Linked DNA regions of Zea mays: all the other regions are linked to region 2. A link is a contact called in public Hi-C data. All regions are on one chromosome and are shown on one strand. The core of a region is the stretch at or near the end of the contact, and the rest is flanking DNA. Distances in the headings are between cores, read along the strand shown. Region 1 holds the start of LOC100274546. Region 2 holds the start of LOC100216949. Region 3 has its middle 20 kb from the start of LOC100274546.

The links. A called contact is a pair of places that touch in the nucleus more often than the background predicts.
Region 1: a contact with region 2 is called in a Hi-C map of endosperm, with 2.6 times the contacts expected there. The contact joins the promoter of LOC100274546 here to the promoter of LOC100216949 in region 2. A contact is called at or near these places in 3 of 25 Hi-C or Micro-C datasets (ear, endosperm and tassel).
Region 3: a Hi-C map of ear shows a contact between it and region 2, with 2.7 times the contacts expected there. The contact joins the enhancer-like site here to the promoter of LOC100216949 in region 2. A contact is called at or near these places in 2 of 25 Hi-C or Micro-C datasets (bundle sheath and ear).

What each region holds. Positions count from the first base shown.
Region 1 is chr7:47,165,346-47,170,103 of Zm-B73-REFERENCE-NAM-5.0, reverse strand. It overlaps LOC100274546, which reads left to right and starts at 3,395. Exons shown (of 1, transcript NM_001148902.1): 1 at 3,395-4,758. The coding sequence starts at 3,983. The coding sequence ends at 4,369.
Region 2 is chr7:47,331,543-47,336,331 of Zm-B73-REFERENCE-NAM-5.0, reverse strand. LOC100216949 reads right to left here and starts at 3,182. Exons shown (of 4, transcript NM_001359527.1): 1 at 2,942-3,182; 2 at 1,663-1,963; 3 at 932-1,048; 4 at 1-846. The coding sequence starts at 2,958.
Region 3 is chr7:47,144,259-47,149,003 of Zm-B73-REFERENCE-NAM-5.0, reverse strand. No RefSeq gene overlaps it. Among protein-coding and RNA genes, the nearest start is that of LOC100274546, 20 kb to the left of the region's middle. Within about 2 kb of position 3,448, at least 17 of the 20 cell types and tissues checked have an H3K27ac peak or open chromatin away from gene starts, as enhancers often do. A contact at or near this core is called in bundle sheath and ear, where this site is marked.

The DNA of each region.
Region 1 (4,758 bases), core at 2,146-4,645, 170 kb after region 2:
TAGAAGTCGAGTGATTTTTCTAGCACTTGCGCGAGGTCAGGAATTGGTTGTATCTATTTTTATATCATAATGATGATGGTCTGTGGACAACGATCCATGGGGATGCGTTGTCTACGACACGGAAATTGGAATAAGGATTAAGGTGTGGTACCGTGTGTCAAGCGTTTGAACGTACTAAGCACATGCCGAGAAATATGGTAAATCGGTAAGCCTAGTACCTGAGTGAACCTGGCAGCAGATTGCCCTCCTCACACGACCTGAGACGTGGTCTCTCATTCCGGTTATGGTGGGTACAAGTGCGGTCACTGCACGACGGCAGTCGGGGTCAGTGAGGCATTGTACGCCAAGGCGGTGAGCCCCTCTGTGCTGACGGAGAATCGATGGGGACAGTTGATGTGTGTGGGACGGAGTGCCTCGCCACGTCGTGTGTTTAGGTTTACCTTACAAGGTTTAAAAACTCGATTCGAATCGTCTGCTTCTTACAGCTAATGAGACTACTTGATCCATGCTGCTACATTGAGTAATAAGTGGAAATGAGGTGACTGGCAAAAGATGTTGGTTGATATAATGTTTGATACCATGTATAATTAGCTAGGTACACATCTAATCTAAAGGATTCTACTAAAACTTGAAAAGCTAAAACTTGATTTTAGACTCAGCTAGTGCTTTTGGCAAACCAAACCCCTCAGCCAAATAGCTGCATGTCTAGAGGTAGAGGAGTAGACTCCTCACACCGGGTAAGTCTAGCTGAGTATTAGTATACTCAGCCTTGCTTGTGGTATAATTTTTGCAGGTACCTCCTTGATTTGGTTGATAGTGTGACTTGGCCTTCATCCCTGCCATCGGGATAGATGGTCGAGTGGGTTACTGCTTCCGCAGGAGAGGACCAGGAGGAGTAGCGTGGCCAGGCTTCGCCATGTTACTCGGTTTTCTCCGTTAGTTATATCTGCTGTATTAAAATTTATGGTTATTATTTCTGAAACTCTGATAATGTAATCAGTATTGGTACTTCTTAAATTTGTGGTATTATGCTTTATTGTATTTCTTTGTGCCTCACCTTCGAGTGAGCTAGTGGTATTCGATCCTGGTAAGTGGCTTTATCGGACTAGATCTGAGGGACTGACGGGTTTTTACGGTTTAAGTGTGTTGCTACCCTTGCGGGCGTGACTTGAGCACTTAAGCTGGAATAATTCGGGCGGTTCCGCCACATACTATATATTATACCTTGCTAAAAAATTGTTTCATTCTAATTCCTAATTTTTCATGGTTTACTTGCTCGTCATATTAGCTCTGTTCTCACTCTTATGCTTACGATGTCTTTTGTAGATGGCTCATCTTAGACACACTGCACGGAAGTCAGTCATTCCTTTCTTGCCTTCTCGTCTCGTGGAGCGTCCGCTTCGCCGTCCGGTGGCTGGTTAGTCTAGCCATTTGGAGAGGCTGCACCACCGCTTGCACGAGGAGCAGGAGCGTCGGCGATAGGAGCTGGAGCAGCAGGGCTCTTCTTTCTCGCTTCAGGAGGAGATAGAGTCTGTGAGGAGCTGCTCCCCTGTGCTCCCGCTGGAGGCGCCCCCTACACCACCACTGAGCGCCACAGCCACTAGAGTAGCTGCTGGAGGAGACCCAGACGATGGAGGTGGCGACAACAGCTCGAGCCACAACACCGACCTTTCAACCGACCTAGAGCCAGAAGGATGGGTTGCTCAACCCATCACTCGCGACGCTGCTCGCAGGTGTCACTTCCATGACGCGCTCGACCGGCGCACTTGGTCTATCGAGTATCGCTGTGTTGTCTTCCAGCACAATCGCGGGGTTTACCCGGATCGTTGGGAGGCGACCTACTTGGTGCGCCATCCGGAGAACAGTCTCCGAGGTGCGGAGATCTGCTCAGAGCACTATTCTATCTCTGAGCGGGACTCAGCTGAGGCGGCCATGCTAGATGTCGCACGCATGCGCTTTCGCACTACTGCTCAGTGCTCGGCGGGGTAGCCGATGGTCTCAACCTGAGGTATTACCCCGCCGCCCATCTGGCAGCGGCAGCACAGGAGGCGTGGTTGTCTCACCTGTTGGTGACAACAATCCTAGGTTGAGCAGCACAGTCAACCTAGCCACCGTGCTAAACATGGAGCTAGACCATGCATTAGACGAGCTGAGTAGGGCTCGTGCTGAGATCGCGCGCGGAGCATCATCACCTGGAGGATGGCTCCCCCACTCCTATCGGGACTCAGCACCCGTACCGCTCACCTCAGCGTGGACACCATGCTTATGGTAACCCTGACTGCAGGACCAAGATAAATTTAGAACCATAGATCGTCAGCGTCAGATCGTGTAGTTAATGCAAAAAAATATATAGAAGCTATAGTCTTAGCATTAGTCTTACTCTTAGTTAGTCTTAGTTAGACAGGGTAGTTTGCTTATTCTGGGCCTTTATGTTTGTCATGATGAACTATGTTGGATTTGGATCTTTCTAATGACTGTCGCTGTAACACCCCTGATGTTTATATTCCGCTCGACAACGAGTATGGAATTAAGCACGTAATATCAATGGATAAAGCAGATGCTAAATTTTAATCATCTTCGCCTATCGCGATTTTAATATCGCATCTGTTTCGTCTGTCGCGAGTTCGACATCATTTTTATCTATCCGGGCTCCTCCTAAATTTTCGTGATGTTCGAAACATCGTTGTTCCGAAAATCGGTGCGTCGGGTGATATTTAAAATACATCGCTCGCGCGAATACGAATTCAGAAGCCCGACCCACTCAGATGATTTTTTATCCCGGGCAAATTAATTAGAACTCAACGACTAAGTTTCAGTGTAAAATAAATTACGCTTTTTGTTATCCGTGACATCGCGTCTACGGATTTTTAATTGAATTATCCTCTAGTCGAGTGTTCGAGTAGCAAACAGAATTCGTCTGAAATCAACTGAATCAAACGCAGAATAAATTATCGAAGCCAAAACCCGTTTAATTTGGTCCGTTGCTTCTCGTTTCGATTTAAATCATAACCCTAGAACTCAGATTAGGTTTTTGCGACTCGTGTCGGAATAATTCGGTCTGACGTGTGATGAATTTAAAATTCGAGAGAAAAGCTGAGTCAAACCCGAATTGTTTAAAAATATTGCAGTATAACTTCTAATCAAAATAAATCATAGTCATGAGATTCAAACTCGAAATAATTATTGTGCTAAAGATATTTTGGAGAAGGGATTATAGAATAAAAAAAAGAAAAAGAAAAATATCCAGGGATCGGATCCTATCCTACGCCGCCCCTTCCCTGATTTTTCTGTACGCGCCGCCTTTCTCTGAAGCCTTATCTTCCACGCACGCCCAGCCTGGTTCCTAGTTCCTACTTCCTTATCTCCTTCACCGTGCGTCTTCTTCCCTGGTACACGCGCACAGGCTTCTTATCCCCGGTCATCTTCTCCTTCCCTGTAGCAGCGTGCTCCTCTGCTCCTTCCGCTTCTTCTCCCTGGCGCTCGGCCGCCTCTGGTCCCCAGCAGCGGAGCTGCTTCTTCCCCAGTCAGGCGCCAGGCCTTCTTCTCTCCAGCTCGTGGGTCTCCCTCGCCATAGTCGCGCGCAGTTCCCTGCTCGGCAGCCTCCCTGCTCGCCGGCAGAAGCTCCCAGCCGAGCAGCTCCTGGTCTCCAGCCTTCTTCTATGCGCGTCCTGAGCTCCTCTGGTGCCGCATCCGGCTCACTGGGCGCTTGGCCTCCTGCTCGCCGCGCCCTAGGCCCTATTCCAGCTCGCCCAGCCGAGCTCCCTTGCCATGGTCACGCCCCAGCTCGTCTTCCCCAGCACGCCGCGCTGTAGCTCCCTGCTCGGCGTCCTTCTCTACGCGTCTGCTCCCTCGCCGTGGAGTTCTCTGCGCTCTGCCCAACCCCGATGCCCAGTCCTCGAGCTCGGCTTCTTCTCACTGAACTCGCCCCAACCACAGCCGCGCTCCCTGCCGAGCTCCCTCTGCTCGCGCGCGCCCTGCTTCCATGGCCGCGCGTCCCTGGCTCGGCTCTGCCCAGCGCCGCTGTAGCCGAGCTTGTCCCTGCGCGCCCGTGTTTCCTGCTCCTAGACGCCGCGTCCTCCCGGCCATGGAGTTCGCCGGTAGCCACCCCGTCGTGCTCGTTTCTGATGCTCGCTCCGGCCATGGACGCTATCGAGCCCGCTGTTTTCCCTGTTCAGTACTCGCGTGGCTTCCTGCTCGCCAGTGCGCCCTCTCGACTCGCTTGGCCTTAATCCCTATCGCGTCATCAACCTCGCCGGTTATGGTGGTTCCTCGTCGCGTCGTGTGTGCAGCTCTATATACGTCACCCTCATGTATCGTCGTCGAGCCCGTCGAACCTCGTTCTTCCCTGCTCGACCTCGTCGAACCCTGAATCCCAGACGTTAGGCAAAAATAAGTGAGATCCATGTGCATCGCTTATCAAGTGCTCGGTCAAAGACTTCAATCGAAGGTCGTCGTCATTCCGTGCGTCATCAAGAAATCTCAAGAGTTGGGTGAAGACGAAGCTAGCAGCGTGATATTCACCAAGTGCTCGACAAAAAGCTCGAACAAGTCATCGATCGTCATCCTCGTCTACGCCAAAGATTCGAGAAGATTAGGCGCAGAAGGAAATAAATCAGTACGAGGCCGGATAATTCTCGATGTGGATGAAGATGAAGCGCGATTCGATGCAGCACTCACCCTATTTTCGGTGAAATGCTGAGCTGAAAGGCGTCATCGATTTCGTGGTTGCAAGTTTGATTTAGTATGGTAAGCCGATTC
Region 2 (4,789 bases), core at 1,933-4,432:
CCCATCCCATCCAAGAACTTGTGGGCATGTAGAAATACCTCGTTGGTTCAGTTCCTCCGCTGCTACCACTTCTTCACTTAAACACTCACACTCATATGCACATATGTCATTACATGTATCAGGGCAGCCTTGGTTGGAATAGATGTCACATTGAGCCTGATAATCGAAATTATTTGACACTGGCAAAAAAGGATGTAATGGGTCATATGGAGGACAAGTTGAATTCAAGTGATTCATCCCTTTGTAAGTTCGATTTTGAGTTCCATATCCAGAAGTTAACAAGCCATCGTGCATATAATCACGACATAATGAATACAATTGGTTTGCAACAAATTTAGATCCTTCAATTGGGTCCTGGGCTGTAAATCCAGCAGAAAAAATATTCTGTGGATAGTTGTGCGGTAATGGATGTGATTGCCCAACCAACTGGTTATTAGTTTCAGAGCAAGGGGCAGATACTTGAGTTGAAACAGCATCTGTCATTGAAGCAGCTGGGAAAAACTCACTTTGAGAAAAAGGTTCTATTTGGTCACTATGGGAGCTGAAGGTGGGAGCAATTTTGGCTCCATTAACTTCAGTTCCCAAGGGCATCAACGTGCTTGGGTATGCCTCAACATTAAGTGGTAAATCTGTGTGTATGCTTGTAGGAGTAGAATATCTTATGATTTCGGAAATGTTGGGAACCAAAAGGCGTGATTGATTACTGGAATGAGGATCTGGAGTCAAGCTTTCTTTGTCAGGTATCCCTTTGCTTGAGCGGTTTGTTTGCAAACACTCATTTTTTTGATAGTCATGAATAGGGCGTCCTACTCTCTTGTTGCCAAACAGTTCATAAAGCCGAACAACCTGGTAGTCAGAAGTTTCTAGTCATAGCCGTGCTATCAGAAGGAGCATTTTTAACATCATGTAACGAAGCAGTAGTGAAGCAAACCTGCTCATAGGAAAGGTCAAAGTAGAACTTCCTTGGCCGATAGTAGTTGTCTTCTATAGCAGGAAAAAACTCATCCTCACTTAGTGGCTTGCACTTCCAAATAATATTGATGCGAACCTTAGAGAAGAAAAGAACAACTCAATAACCGAATGATCAGATTTTTCTCTATTTAATCAAGCAACTTTGTTGACATGGAAAGAGGTAAAAAAAAGACTAAGGATGGGGGTATACCCAAAAAAATAACTTTGCATAGAAGTGCATGAAAACCCGCTATCCATGTACCCAAACCTTGACTTCTGGGTTCTATTGGGTTTTTAACTCTAACCTACCCCAACTTGCTTGAGATACGAAGTTTTGTTGTTGTTAATCAAGCAACTTTGTCCAAGATCTAGTATATCTTAGCTGATGTATCTAATGTGCAAAAGTCATATATATGAAAAGCAATGTGTGCACTTCTATTCCTAGTCCCATCATAAAATTTTATATTATAATAACAAGAAAGAAAAAATCCCAAGGCATTTATTGTCAAGATTCAGTTCTGGGTCTTACACAGCTTACAGTATCCCCAGTTTTAGTGAGTTCAACTTAGCACAACCAGCCTCACATGTTATATATTCAGAAAACAGACAACTGAGGGAAAATGTATCTTATGCATAAGGGATCGTTGTTTAAAGGGATCCGAACTGACAAGAGTATGATGAACCAAGAAGCACATATTAACTGTGAATTACCTGCGAAGGATATGAGCGCCGAACTGATCTAAGTGCGTCACTGTTAATATTAAACCCTCCATCAGAGGCAGCCTCAAAGACTCCGTAAAGCTTACGCAGTGTATAGTCAAAGAGAAACAAGGGCATCCCTTTTCTGATGTGGCTGACAAAGGATCGATACTCCAAGGGTAGACCGAAAATGCTTGCTTGGAAGCATTGGTCCCTTGTGACGCTGTTGGACATGAAGATAGCTCCTGCCATGGAGCCCGCAGCATCATGCCTAATTGACAGCCCGGGCCCCTCGTGCCTCATTCCAACGGACCTTGCACAGCCACAGGTGAAATGAGTGAGAACCGACTGTCACCGACATTTAAGGGATCCTATCAGCTGCATATGAGGGCTGGCCTAAAATCCTGGCTTTAAAATCAGATCTAACAGTGCACAATTGTTTTAGAAAAACTCTTCCCACTCTTAGCCTTTTCGTTTTATTATAGAAAAACTCCAGATATAGTCCATCGTGAGATCTAATTTTGAAGGGCAGAATTCTATAGGTGCAGATGTGCGCTAGCCTTCTATATACACCTGATATCATCCCTACATTTAATTAGCTACATACTGGCTATACAGTATTTCAAACAGTGATGGCAGGATGTCAAAATTAATTTTAATAACGTTAGAAGGAAGCGAGTCAGAATAAAACAAAAATAAGTCAAGTGTTCAACCAAAGGAAGAAATAACCATTACAAGAAAGGCTAATCAAAAAGGGTGGAGACCACAGCAAGTACAGAAAAGTACGGAAGTGATGATTAGGAACAGTAAACGGACAAAAGAACAAACAATTTTTTAGATAAAAACTTTCCCCGCTTTATTTCAACGAAACATCGAAGGAACAAACAATTGTGGTCCAAACAATATTTTTTATTTTCTGCATGGAAGAAACTGGTTCGACCAAACATAAACTATCTACAACGCGGCACCAAATCTGCAATGCGCGAAGCAAAAGGCGAAGGTAACGGTGTAGCGCAGAGCACGGCGGTAGAACGAAACCAAACCACATGGATCCAAATTATCCACAAGTGCTGAGACTTGCAGATAAATTGGCGATTGAGCGCTGGGGCATACCGACCTGCAGACCGTAAACCCTAACAATCGAGGTGACAAAGAAAAATAAATAAATATCGCGACGCAAGTGGCGTCTGTAAAGCGAGCCAACAGAAGACGTGGCGACGGGATGATGATCATTGATCGCAGGAGAAAGTAGATGGAGGGAGTAGAGGACTAGAGTGGAGGGGGTTCGCACTTGGGATCGACGCGCATGCGAGCGATGGGTGGTGGAGGCGTTGAAGGCAGAAGGGTTACCCGTTGAGGAACCCCGACGGAGGCCACGGCAGGAAAGCGGCGGGCGTGGTGGCTAGCGGAGCGGTTGGCGGAGACGGGAGAAAGGCAGACAGCACAGCCGCCGCACCGGCTGCAGATAGAAAGGCCTTGGGGGAAAGCGAATGGGACGGCGGACGTCTAGCGCTTTCGTTTCGGTTCCTGCGCCGCAAGCCCGCAACTCTGGATGGATGGGTCCCAGTCTCCCAGAGCAATCCGGAGCAAGGGAGGAGACCAAGAGTCGGAGAGGTTTCGCGTCGGCGCGCCGCACGTATCGTGGATTCGTGGTGTCGTGTGTCGTGTTGAGCGCGCGTGGTTCGCCAGACGCCGAACCCATCGGACACGCGTGGCGCGGCCGGTGACAGCAATCGGCCCATGGGCTTGTCAGCTTGCCTTACTTTTACGCTGCTGTAAAAGGCGTTAGGTTTGATGACACTCTATTGAGAATGAGACAGTACTTACTCCGTTTTTTATTCACCGTGGTTTAGTTAAAAATAAATTAGCGACCGATAAATATTCGATGAATGGAAGTTATCTTTGGCCTTACAACAAATTATGACAAAAAAGAACATAGCAAGTCATCTTAGGCGATTAACTTAATTTTGTCTTCTTTCCTTATTGATAATTACAATATTACCTTCAGCCTTACAAACGAGAACACGAAGGTAAATAAAACACCAACTCAATTTCGTCTTCTTTCCTTATAGATAATTACAAGGTTACCTTCGGCCTTACAAATGAGAACACGAAGGTAAATAAAAACACCTTCGAAGGCAGATGAATCTCAGTGCACTCTGTTTAGCACCACACCTAATACATGACATTGTTTTTCTATTTATAGTGGTGTTAGAGAGAAAATCCTCCGAACGAGTGGTGGAGTGCACGCGTGCTGATCCTAAGATAAGGAGGAGGCCTAGGGATTGCCTAATTAGCTGGAAGAACACGAGAATACAAAGGTTAGAGTGGTTCGGGCCATCGGAGCGTAATACCCTACATCCACTGTGAGTTGTATTGCCTGAGAGTCTTTGTGTGTATCTGTTAGTCATTTGTTCTCAAATGCTATATATCAAGAACAAGGCAACATAATCATTAGTCATTACAGACCTTCGTCTAACCGAAGCATTATCTCCTCGTGGGTATAAAGCTTTGCCAGACGAAGGTTAAGAAGGACATACCTTCATCATTTAATATGTGAGTAGAAATGCAAAAGGATAAATATGATAACTGCATCTCATTAATTGGTTTATTATTATATTTTATAAAAACAGAAATGAATGTAAACAATGTTAATGTTACATTGATACCTTCCGCTTGCTCGAAAGTGTGGATGCAAGAAAGTGAATACAATCCAGCATGAACAGTACGGGGGTTACTATTCATCTATTTATAAGCACGGGACGCAGCCCGAGCAAAATTACATATGTACCCTTAAACGCTTATTTACAAGCAACTAAAGCTAATAAGGTCTATTTAGTCTTTTATTTCTTTGCTTGATCCGAGCCGAAGCTATTGTCCTTTGGCATTCTGCAACGTTGTCCGTACACAAAGTCTTCGTCTTGAGAAGCAAAGCCCAAAATTTGTATATATATATAAAAATAATAATAATAAAATAAATACATGAAGAAATAAAATAGTAAATTCAGATATCTCAAATTATACTTGAGTGTTAAAAATTGGGGACTAAATTTTCAAAACCAAGAATTATTTTAGAAAAGAGGTAATAGAAAAGTTTTCTATTCAACTAAATGATTATGCATATCATTAAATGATGCAC
Region 3 (4,745 bases), core at 2,199-4,698, 190 kb after region 2:
GCACGAAAACAGCGCGAACGACGCACGAACCAGCACGACACCACGTGCGGAACAACTCGCGCGACAGGCGAGAAAGACTAAATAGGTGACGCGTTTATACTAAACAATTATTAAATAAGTAGTTCGGTTAATATTAGCCATGTTAATGTTTATCATAAAAGCGCAAGTTGAACACTACACATTTACTCTAATTAGAATATCAATCTAATAAATATTAGTCGAGCAAACCTTAAGTTAATTATTTAAAATATATGACATGAAGTATTAACATCGTTAACATGAGTGCTTATAAGCGGCAAACTATTTATTATCACGCGCAGACGCCGCGCGACACACGTGATCGTCACGCGACGACGCACGCACACGACTTGTGTCAACGCGTGTGAACAGCACGCGCGACACACGCAAAACAACACGCACGACAGTGTGCGACACGCACGAGTCAATGCAACTATGCGCGCGAACAGCACGATGACGCACAAACGATGTCGCGCGCGAACAACAAACAAATAATTAATGAAAAGTATTTCATATGGTATTAATCATGTTAATTAACATTTATATTTATAAAAGCACGAGTTAAAACTATAGACTCGTTCTAATTAAGTTGTTATTTTATTAAACCTCGAACAAACTAATAATTGATTATTCAACTAAAATATGCGACACGACAACCACGAGCGCCACACGAAATGGCACACGTGAACGAACGACGACGCGGCAAGGCATGCGACACGCGAAAACGACTTATGCGACACACGCGAATGACGCGTGACACACGAGAACCACTAACAGATATCATGACTATAATAAACAAGTATTAATTCAAAACATTTAAGTATGGTATTAATCATGTTAACATGTATTTATAAAAGTGCAAATTGAAACTATTAATTAGTTTTAATTAGATTGCTATTTTAATAACCGCCGGGAAAACAAATGACTAATTAATTAACGAAAGCATGTGCTACAACAAATTAATAACCTTAAATATGTACAAGACATTATTATCAAACTAACGCAACTAGAACGGATCAAAACGAGAAATTAACACAAAATATATAAAATGATTACTAAATCGTGGATTATTATGAAGTGGCGCAAACTGATTGGCTAAAACTTAGCCCCATGGACGATCATATAGGGCTCAGCCATAGAAGATCGCCATCTTGTGGCCAACCAGTCGCTGAAACGTGGCGAGGACGGTTTCCTAGTCCACTGTGTTTTGCGGCATGTGTGGGCACATGCAAGTGGTGGGACCCCAAGCGGTTTCTTTTTTCTCCTTGCCTTGGGCGTGCATGGCTACATGCACAGGAGGCAGCGGGGAAGCGGGGCTGGTTAGGCTGCCGCGGCGCACGACCACTGGGCACACAGGGGAGGGCTGAGCTAGGCGCTGACCATGCGCAGGGGAGCTCGGCCACCCCCGCCATGGTTACGCGCCGAGAGCTCCGCTGGAGGTCGCGCGCAGGGGAGGAGCAGGTCTAGTGGTTGGCATGCAACAACGCGACATGGACGACCTCGGGCTAGGGAAGAGCGTGGGGCAGGCCAATGCCAGCGGCCAAGGATGTGCGGCGGATGGAGCAGGGTGCAGTGGGGAAGATAAAATGCACTTGAATGCTCACCTACGGACGAAGCTTCATCTGGGCTCCCTCGGGCAGTGGAGAACGTGAACGTCGACTCTTCAACGCACGGATGGGACGGCCGTGGCAGTGCAGGGGCTCGCCGGAGGTGACGTGCCGGCTGGGTGCACCGAGCGGCGCGGCAGATGGAGCACGGGACCCGGCGGGGCTCACCAGCCCACACACGGCTGGACTTCGACGAGCGGGCCAGTGCTGGGACGCAGCCGCCGGAGACGAGCGTGGCCGGAGGAAGTGACGTGTGGCGAGACTGACGGTGTTCCAAGCGCGACGCAGAGTTGGCTTGGCGGTGCAATGGAGCTCCAACATGCGGGCGGTTTTCCGAGCGCAGAGCGATGCGAGTCATGCGACCAGGAGCGTCGAGGGTAAGCAGAGCACAGCTTGGAGAGGAGTGGAGGTCGAGCGGGCGTTCTGGAGGGTTTTGAATAAGGCATCGGGCCGGGCAGTTGCTAGTCTCTCCACGACGTGCACCGCGCGAGTGGAGGAACAGTTACGGGAGGAGAGGAGAGGGGAGGAGCTGATGATTTCTTCTTCCTTCTAAGGGAACAACAGTTGTGGGAGAAAGAGAGGTGCTGGGCGACGGCGTACATGGAAGCGAGAGGTTATTGGACGCCGGTTGAGTAGGATCTAGAAATGAGGAAATATATGGGGTGCTGAGGCTTTGCATAGAGGTGGCTCGATCACGGATCGTGGAGAAGAGGTTATCTGAGATATCTAGAGATGATTGATCGAGTGGGAGGGGCTATTGTGCGGTGGAGCAAGACGAGGTAGGGATACCAGAGGTAGACGTCGGGGTAGACGAGGGTAGCCAAGGATATACGCGAGCAGCACACCGTTCGCGAGGAGAGGTGGTATGGCGATCCCGTCAAAAGGCACGAGATCCAGAACAGCCTTGACGAGAGGAAAATATATATCTATATTTATAAATATGTATTATTGAGTTTTTGAAATACTAAATGTAGGTATTTAAATATTAGAAAGGCTGAAATTCGTATTTAATACCCGAAGAAAGTTCTGAAGATTCCAAAAACTCTCGGGAACATCCTCGAGATATTTTAACATGTTTCGATAACATTTTGCACTTATAAACACTATGCATCGGCATGAATGCAACACTCAAGCACCTCTGAGGTTTTATTTTACTAAGCTTACAACTAGATATAAAATAAAATAATTCTCCACTTTTAGGAAAAAATAGAAGGGAAGCAAAGAAATAAGAGTGTAACACCTGACTTTGGTGGATATTAGAGAAAAAAATTTATACCCCCAAATTCAGGGTGTTACACCTATCCTCGCCATCGCGCCTCGCTGGAGCTTCGCCAAAGCCGCACCTCGCCGAAGCACTGCGCAGCACGCCGGCGACGACACCATTTCCAGGTAAGCCCCGTCGGCCCTCCCTGTTTTGCTGTGCGTTGCCTCTCTACCTCCGGCAAGACCACGCTGGCTTCGTGCTCCCTCTGCGCCGTTGTGCCCAACCCGCCGCGCGTCGTAGTCGAGCCATCTCTGGCAACAGGCTGGCAGCGGGCCCTGCTGCTGCCTCACCGACGGCGGGATGCCGTCCCCAACCCCCGGTGTGATCTCAGTTATTCTGTTGTCGTGTGATCCAGTTTTTGCAAGGAAACAACCGTTCATGACTCTCAACGATGCGTGTGTGATCCACTTTTTGCGACGTGCAATAGAGAAAAGTGGAAACTGGTGCGGGCCCCATCTGCATGCCAAATATTTTTTTCCTCACACGATTTCCCTTGCTGTGCGCCTATGCGTTGGAGAGAAACCATCATGGGCCCCACCGCATGGATGCATGCACAACCAAATCTGCTGCAGGCACCCCTAGCGCAGCCGCCGCATGCCGCTGGGCTATTGGCTTCTGCTCCAACCGTCCGAGCACTCCGCGTCTATGACAGAAAAACCCGCCCGAGAGCCTAGAACTGCCCCATTCTAGCTAATTACATGTATTCTTGCGTTATAAATATGTATTGTTTTGTTCCGATTGAGTTAGATTTGTAACGTCCTTACCCACATGTCTTAGTTGAATAATTAATTGTTGGTTTGTTCGAGGGTTATTAAAATAACAATTTGATTAGAACGAGTCTATAGTTTTAACTTGTGCTTTTTATAAATATAAATGTTAATTAGTTTGATTAATACTAGCTTAAATGCTTCTAATTAATTATTTGTTTGTTGTTCGCGCGGTTTGCGCGTCATCGTTCTGTTCGCGCACGTCATCACATGTCAGTCGCACATGGTCACGCGTTGTCACGTGCGCTGTCTGTGTGCTCCTCTGCGTGTGCCACACACGTTGTTCACGCGTGTTGTGCGCGGCGTCGCGCTATTCGCGCGTCGTTCGCGTATGTCGCACGTGCTGTTTCGCGTGTCGCGCGTCGATTGCGCATGTCGCGCGCTGTATGTGCGTGATATTAAACTGTTTGATTATAATCACTCATGTCAATTAATTAACTATTTATTTAATCATCCATTATTAAAATAGTAAGTTAGTCAAAGCTAAGTAGTAGATATTATTTATATTTGAGAAATGTCGGATTAAATATTATAATTAATGCTTGCTTAGTGTAAACACGCTAACCGCTCGACCGTAGCTTCAACTATCGCGGTTCTTTTCCTCGCATAACCGTAGAAGCGCCGTCGTCGCGGGGTGAACATCGTCTACGCGTTAGTAACCTCGTTTCGCCATGTCACGTTTTAAATAACTAATTATGTTTTTTGTTTAACTAACGTTAATTAATTAGACTTTTCAATTAAACTAATTTATAGTTATTAACTTGCGCCTTATAAATGCACGTCGACGTGATTAATATATAACTCAAATGTTTTGCCCTAATGTTCGTTTAATATAAATGTGATGTTTATTTAGTTTATCTCGCGTACCGCGCGCGCGGTTTTGCACGTGGTTACGTGCTGATCCGCGTGTCGTTCGCACGTGTTGCGCGTGATCGTGCGTCGTTCGCACACTTTCGTGCGGGTTCGCGCGTCGTTCGCGCCGGTCGCGCACACTGTTTCATGCGCCGTCTACGCGTTGTTCGCACGCGTCGTCGCACTGTCTGTGCGATGTTCTGCGTGTTGCGCACGTGGTAGTCGGGTATCTCGCGT